Linked DNA regions of Aphis gossypii: region 1 is linked to region 2. A link is a contact called in public Hi-C data. All regions are on one chromosome and are shown on one strand. Each heading gives the region's core, a stretch centred on a gene start, on an enhancer-like site or on the middle of the called end of the contact. The rest is flanking DNA. Distances are from core to core; before and after follow the strand shown.

The links. Hi-C and Micro-C count contacts between places; a contact is called where the count stands out from the background.
Region 1: a Hi-C map of whole body shows a contact between it and region 2, with 4 times the contacts expected there. The contact joins the promoter of LOC114122048 here to the promoter of LOC114128543 in region 2. A contact is called at or near these places in 2 of 2 Hi-C or Micro-C datasets (both in whole body).

What each region holds. Positions count from the first base shown.
Region 1 is chr1:59,647,668-59,651,606 of ASM2018417v2, reverse strand. It overlaps LOC114122048 (tonsoku-like protein), which reads left to right and starts at 1,703. Exons shown (of 4, transcript XM_027984603.2): 1 at 1,703-2,062; 2 at 3,629-3,939. The coding sequence starts at 3,640. All of the region lies in intron 1 of LOC114122032 (high mobility group protein B2-like), which reads right to left.
Region 2 is chr1:59,470,123-59,473,899 of ASM2018417v2, reverse strand. It overlaps LOC114128543 (DNA replication licensing factor Mcm5-like), which reads right to left and starts at 2,098. Exons shown (of 3, transcript XM_027993072.2): 1 at 1,059-2,098; 2 at 263-990. The coding sequence starts at 1,859. It overlaps LOC114128569 (E3 ubiquitin-protein ligase listerin), which reads left to right and starts at 2,356. Exons shown (of 20, transcript XM_027993108.2): 1 at 2,356-2,734; 2 at 2,810-2,980; 3 at 3,214-3,480; 4 at 3,541-3,647; 5 at 3,716-3,777. The coding sequence starts at 2,690.

The DNA.
Region 1 (3,939 bases), core at 454-2,953, 180 kb before region 2:
TTTACGTAGAAATTCAAAAACGAACAATCGGTGATTTTTTAAATGTTTATGTCATAGAATATTCTTAATAAAGTATATTTTTTTAATTTTCTATTTTAATTTTTTTGAGCTAATAATAGACATTTAAAATTTTTTTTTTGATTTTTTAGATTCTGAGAGGAACGAGGAATATATTGGATTTACAATGATGTTTGTTTCTTTTTTATTCTATAAACACTTTTTTCCCCCTAAACTTGCTCAAAAGTACAAGTGTAGCATATTTTCTGAAAGGTTATGTTCTTGAACTGGTACTTTAGAGAGGTCATTTTTAATATTTTAAAATGAAATAAAACTTGAAATAAAAGCGGTTAAAAGAGAAAAAATGTATAACTTCACGATTACCTATGTAAAATAAAATAATTACGGCTTTGTTTATCACCATAGAAACGAATAAATTTAAATAAAAAAGATTCCCTCGTCCGCATAGAATCGTTTTTTATCGAATGCAATCATATTGCATTCAAATCGAATACCTATACTAAAATTACACTATCCTGTCCGAGGACTGAAGGGACGATGGACAAACATCCACCACTGAAATGCGCTGACCTACTTTTTTTTATTTATGATGATAAAAAAGCTTTTGTGAATAATTTTTTTTAAATTTAATTCGAGGTTTTTATAATTTATTCTTAAAACTTTATAAAAATATTTAGGCATATTTTTTTTATAAGCATTTGAAGATCAAGTTTATAAAATTTTATAAATTAAATTAAACCTTAACTATGAAAATTGAATACAAAGTTCCTCATAGTTTATGTACTGAAATTAAAAAGTCTAAGAAGTTTATACAAGCATAATTTCAAAGAATTTCAAATTTAGACGAAAGTTATAATTTCAAAATATTATTCGTGAGAACTAAAAACTTTTACATGTTGGCAAAAATTAATTATATTTATATTGACTTTTGTATTATTAATAGGAAAATAATTTGATTTTTAGCAATATCATAAATTCATAAACATAACAATAAATAACTATTTAATGAAACTATATCAAGAATCGGATTACTTATAATTTTAAATGAAACTATACTTAAAATTTCTTATTCTAGGTGTTTTTACTGCAAACCTCTTAACTAGTAAATACCTATGTCATATTATTGGAAGACTGAATACAAAATTATATTTTCATGCTAAATTTTTTCGTTTGTTTTTACGGTACCGCATATCAGATCAGATAGAAATACCTACACTAAACATTACTCATTCACACTTATTAAAATGTGGTTAAAATATTTAACTTTAATAAGTTAAGCATTTTGATATCCATAATATTTGTATTTCAGCTGGCTTGTGAATTGTGTAGGCGTATAATTATTCATTTTGTTGGATGTTTAAATCTCAGTCAAATTTACTTAATATATATTTTCTTATAACGTTATAACAAGAATTGTAATTTTACAACCAACATTTTTAAATGAATAGAAAATTTAAACATTAAGAAGCGAGTACAATGTAAAAGTAAATCATCTGCAGGCTGAGATATAGGTAAAACATTCTGAGGCTGTTTGTGGGTTCTTCCATGATTTGTTATCGTATTTTAACAATAACCTCTGTCCTCTTATAATTTGGCGGCAAGCCTCTGTATGGCTGTAATACTAAACTGTATCAGTAACATTAGCTATCCTATAGTACCTATCAAGAGTAAAGATATAATATAATGTATTGTAGACTGTAGTAAATATTAATTATTATCATCTATACATAATACATTAGTACATATAAGATCATTTTGAAAACATCATGTTAAATCTTAATTTTCAGTAAAAAACCTTCATTACTCATTACGATAATACTTAGTATTTTGATGAAAAATGACAACAGTAATAAAATATACTCTGGATATCAGTGATTATTCATTATAGCAGTTAATACCATCATGATATTGTCATTTTTATGATAAATTGAAAATTTATATACCTATTCAAATTAATGTTAATATTATTATCAATTATAACTATATAGTAATTAGTAATGTTTTATGGTAATACAAGTAGATACCTATCAAGCTATAATTAGTGGTAAGTATCAATATTTGAATATTATTTAAAAAAAAATATTTATCTATAATTATTAATTAATTTATAATTTTTATATACCTATTTTTTCAAAAATTATTTCTCTAGTTTTTCATTTTAGGTAGTTATAATGCAAGGTTTATATTATAAACATATTGCTCTTTAAAATTATTTACCTAATAGATAGGTACACTTCTATGAATATTTCACTAGAACTTGTTTTGTTTGTAATATTTATTTATATTATTATTATAAAATAGATTTTTAAAGTAAAATTTTACAAATTTGTTCAAAAAAATATTAAAGTAATAATAATTAATGATTTTAACTAGGTGTTTGGTTTCGTAAATTAAAATATTTTTGGTTTTACTATAAAACATTTAACTATGTTTGGAAAATTGTTGAATACACCTATAATAATATGTTGCAATAGATAACAATTTTTATGTTATTAATAATTACATAAGGTTGTTTCATAGAAAACTATATAGCACTAATTGTTCAAATAAAATACCTTTATTAAATTTAACAAGTTCAGTTATGTGTGTAGTTTTAATATATTTATACTGAATCTTGATTTTTTATTATTTTTCATTAAAGCAGTTAACATATTTTGCTCAGGCCTAAATGTTGTACTTAGCTAAATATTTTGATGATCAATTTGTAATAATTTATGTTCTAAAATATAATATATACATAGTAAAGTTGATTAATAATACTATTAAATTAAGAATTAATAACTATAAAAGTGGTTCCCAAATTAATTTTGTTCTCCTGTAAAGTGCTGTAGTCTCCTTTGGGAGGTGCACTTCACAGTTTTGGGAATCGATGTTCTATTAGGAATCTTATTAACATAATATATATTATATATAATTTATATATTATAATGTGTATACCTAAACATGTAAATTTAAAATTATGAAATGACTAAATGCCACCATAACATAAAAATGTCTTTGTTCTTTAGGTATTCTTTTGAGTTTTAACATTTTTATAATCGTGTGATGATTGTATTAGTTCTATAATATTTTAGTTAACAACATATTTATTAAAGAAACTTTTTAGATTATAAACAAATTGCATGAAGCACAGAGATTCATTGATTAGATATCATGTTTAGATATGCAGTGTTATAATGAAGTAATTTTTTTTTATACTTTTCCTAATAATGAAAAAAGATAAGCAAAGACTAATACAAGTAATATTGAAATCATATCTTTTCTTAGACAGTTTAAAGTCATTTCTTATCTGAATAGTTTACTGAATGAAATGTTTTATTATTATTTTAAAATTGTTCAATAATAGAGACTTCTTCCTGCACCAAAATGACACCAATTCCAACTTTTTGTTTTGTTAAAAATATTGCTTGCTTTCATTTATGTTATTTATAATATATTAGTTTTATAATATTTATTGCTATTTTTAGTTATTTATTTTAAAAATTGTCAAAGTAAAATATTTTATACTGTGTTGTTTCAATTATTTAAATTAATTTTTACAAATTATTTTTCTTATATTGACATTTGTTCTATATTCATTTATATTTAATTAACTAATTATTATTTCCAGCTTGAAACATAATGAACGAAATGGAAGAACGAAAATGGTTAAAAAAAAAAGAAAAAGCATTGTTGGAAGATAATTTTGAAAATCTTTATTATGCTTGTAAAGAGTTGGCTGACATTTATGTTAACCAGGAAGATTATCAACTAGCATTGACCCAGTATGAACAATGTGAAGAAGCAGCTAATCGTTGTGGTGATGAAACACGTTTGGGTGTTGCAAATCGAATGATTGGTGAAATGTATTGTTATATGAATGATTTTAAAAATGCTATTAAACATCAGAAGCTTCATCTTAAAATTTCTAATTCTACAAAT
Region 2 (3,777 bases), core at 849-3,348:
TAACATTGTTTTTAGTTTAGTATCAACAAATTATACTTGAACGTTGTTAATTTAAAAGGTCATTTTTTATACACTGAATTACTTTTTAATATTAGCTAATAGATATAATTGATTTAAACAAAGTACATTTTTATAGTTTTTAAATTTTGATTTTATAGGTAGTGCATTTTGATTTTTGAGGGACTTAGGTATATTCATTATTGCGATTTTAAATTTATATTTTTCACTCTTAGACAATAATTTGCTTAAAATATCATATTACCTAGATAAAATTGTAGGCATGAAATCAATATTATCTTCGCCTTTACTGTCATCCCACCGACCAAATACTGAATTTGCAGCAGCCATCACCGAACAACGACTGTTAAGAGTAGTTGTAATACCTGCCTTAGCTATTGATATGGTCTGTTGTTCCATAGCTTCATGAATCGCAACTCTATCACCTTCTCTCATCTTGTCAAATTCATCAATACAAACCACACCACTATCAGCCAAAACCATTGCTCCACCTTCCACCACAAAATTGTGAGATGTTGGATCACGAGTTACTGAAGCTGTGAGTCCAGCAGCTGAAGAACCTTTACCGGATGTGTATACACCTATAGGTGAAACTTGTTGTACAAATTTTAAAAGTTGTGATTTAGCTGTACCAGGATCTCCCAAAAGCAATAAATTTATACCTCCACGACGAGTTAAACCATCTGGAAGTCTTTTCCGAGAACCTCCAAAAAGCAGACAAGCTATTGCTTTTTTTATATCACTAAAACCAAAAATAGATGGTGCTATAGACTTAGCAATACGGTCATAAATATCAGGAGATGATGACAGTTTTCTGAATAGTTCTTCATCTTCAACAGAAGTTGGTATTGAAGTAGTGAAACCTCCAACCTGATCGTCCATTTGAAATCCTAAAACTCTTAAATATGGAGCACGCACACCAACCACAGTACGAGAATTTTCAGTAAGTTTTTGTTTTTTTGAAGTCTTAACCTGAAAGTATAATAATTTAAAATTAATAATAATGACAAATTAAATGATATTTTCTATATAAATTATACCTTTTTTATAGAATAAACACCAACTACCATAACACGGTTCCCTGGAACTACACGTTCACATAGGTAACGATCACAATATAATTGTACGTGTCGTGGCATTTCTCCTTGAGGTGTAGAGTCACTTAATTCTTGTAATTTTAAAATTTGAGAATCAACACATTTGCATTTGTCTGGTATAATAAAATATGGGTCCAAAGGGCATTGTGGACGACCGGCTTGTTCAGTGGTACATTTTCTTGGCAAGATATAACCATCCATACCAGGTTTTACTGGTAAATGTGGTACTACATTACGACAAGATCGACATTGCAATGTTATTTGTGTAGCTTTAGCCCGAATACTTGACGCAGATACTATGATACCAGGAATTTTGACAAGCCGAGAAACTGACTCAGATTTAATAGAACGCAACGAAGAAGCCAATGAATTTGTAGACAATAATATTTGAATATGCTCAATATCTTCTAGGTTATCAGATGCAAGCAATTCTTGTGCTAACTCTGTCGCAGCTTCTTCAAAAGCTGGCAAATGTTCCACTGGTTGTTTGTATAACTTATCAGCAAGATTTTCATCAAATCCAGCCAAATCCTCGACATTTATTTCCATCCAATATTGACCCAAGTTACAATTTCGTTTTAATGTATCTCTATACTTATAGTTAAAATTTTCTTCATTGTATGTTTTTAAGAAATCTTTGAACGATTTTTTTATTGATCTTGCGTTCAACAATGATGATGCCAAATTGTCATCATCTCCAAATGTATCAGAGAAAAATATACCAGGTGTATCAAATCCTTCCATGTTTATGTTTCAGTAATTTTAATAAAACTACGATAATTTTTTTAAAAAAAGTCACAATTTACTTTAAAAAAAAGATTGAAATTTGAATTAATTAAAACAGTCAAAACAACAATTATGCTTACTGAGAACACTGAAGTCTGAAATTTAAAATAATACCATGACCATGATAAAATAAACAGGTAGGTATGTCAGCATTCGGCAACATTTCATTCTCATTATTTTTTTATGATTGTTTGCGTAAATTTGGCGGGAACAAACTAGTTCTCCTGGAGTGTGATAAGAATTTTGATAAAAAAAAATTAAGTACCAACCTCTAAAAACTTTTGTTTTCGTATTTTTTGTTTGTCACACTTAATATTAGGAGAGATATTGGAATAAATATGCGACGAGTATACATACGCATGCGCTGATAGCACGTCTCAAAGTAAAGTCATCGCTTATATTATTATGTGCTTCAAATATCGTGGCACAGTCACAGTCATAGTCTATTATGGTCTGTATTACTATATATGTTCGTAGTATCTGACAATATTATGCTATTAGATTTGATAAGATTTTGTTTTTCGAGAAAGAAAAATAATGTTCTGTATTATGTTGATAATTTGATTGTAAACAAATCTTTAATATAGTAATGAACATCATATATTAATATATCTCACAGTCTCAGATCAAATTTTTAAATAAAATAAACATAAGTTTAGAGTTGAATCAGACAAGTATTTATTGTTTTCATAGAATATATGCATATGTGTATAGTTGATTGTTTTTTTGCCAACGTTATTGTTTTGAGACCAATTTTATAATTAAACAGTTAGCATTTTTATATTACAATGGGGAAAAAACAAGTTGCTCAAAGGGTCAAAAATAATTACAAAGTAAGTTCGTTTGTCGTTTATGTGATGGAATAGTGAAATATTGGTGTTAAAATTTAATTTTTATATTCTATATAGCCATCGAGCAGCGCAAGAGCTCAGTTATTGTTAAGTACTACTGATACATATGGAGTGGTTCCAGATAAGCTAAAATTTCCCTTTGCTGACATTTTGGATTGCAATGTTAGTCCCGATTTTCAAGTGGTTTTGAAAAAAATGAACAAAAAAGATTCTACCACTAAACTCAAAGTATGTAATTATGTATAGAAAAATCTCTCTATAACAAACTTTTTGTAAAACAAAATGCTTCTTATAACAAAAAATGTCAATAACAGTACGGTATGTCAAATACAGTGGTGAGGTTTACTTTTCTATAATGGAAAAATTTGTTGGCCCCAAGTAATTTTATTTTCATTATGGAGAGATTTAACTAACTTAAATTAGGTCAATAACATTTCTCACTTTTAATGTATGTTCTGCAGGCCTTAAAAGAATTTGTTGCGTTATGTGATTCTAAAGATGAAGATACAATTAGAGAAGTTTCGGCTCCATGGATTGCTCAATATGTAAATTTATGCAAAGATAATGAACCACGTATACGCGAAGGTACACAGAAAGCTTTGAGGTCCTACCTAAATCGAGTACATCGAAATGTAGCACCATTTCTAAAAAGATTTTTTGCTCATTGGTTTGTGGCTCAGTATGACACTCATCCACCAACTGCATCTGTTGCATTATCTACTTTTGAGGTTTGTACATCTATATTCATATGAATTTAAATTGATTTTATGTTAAACTGTATAATTTAGAACACTTTCCCTCCAAATAAAAGAACTGAAGTAATTGTGTTTTGTCAAAAAGAAATATTTAATTATTTAATTGAGAACATTACCAATTCAGCATTATTAAATACTAAGTAAGTTTATAAAAATTAATGTATACATTAAACATTTTTTTATTTATGTTTTTGAAATTAATTTAAAGAGTCGATTCGGATGAAATTAAGGAAATGCAAATTAGAACGGCCACTAGTTGTTTATATGCAA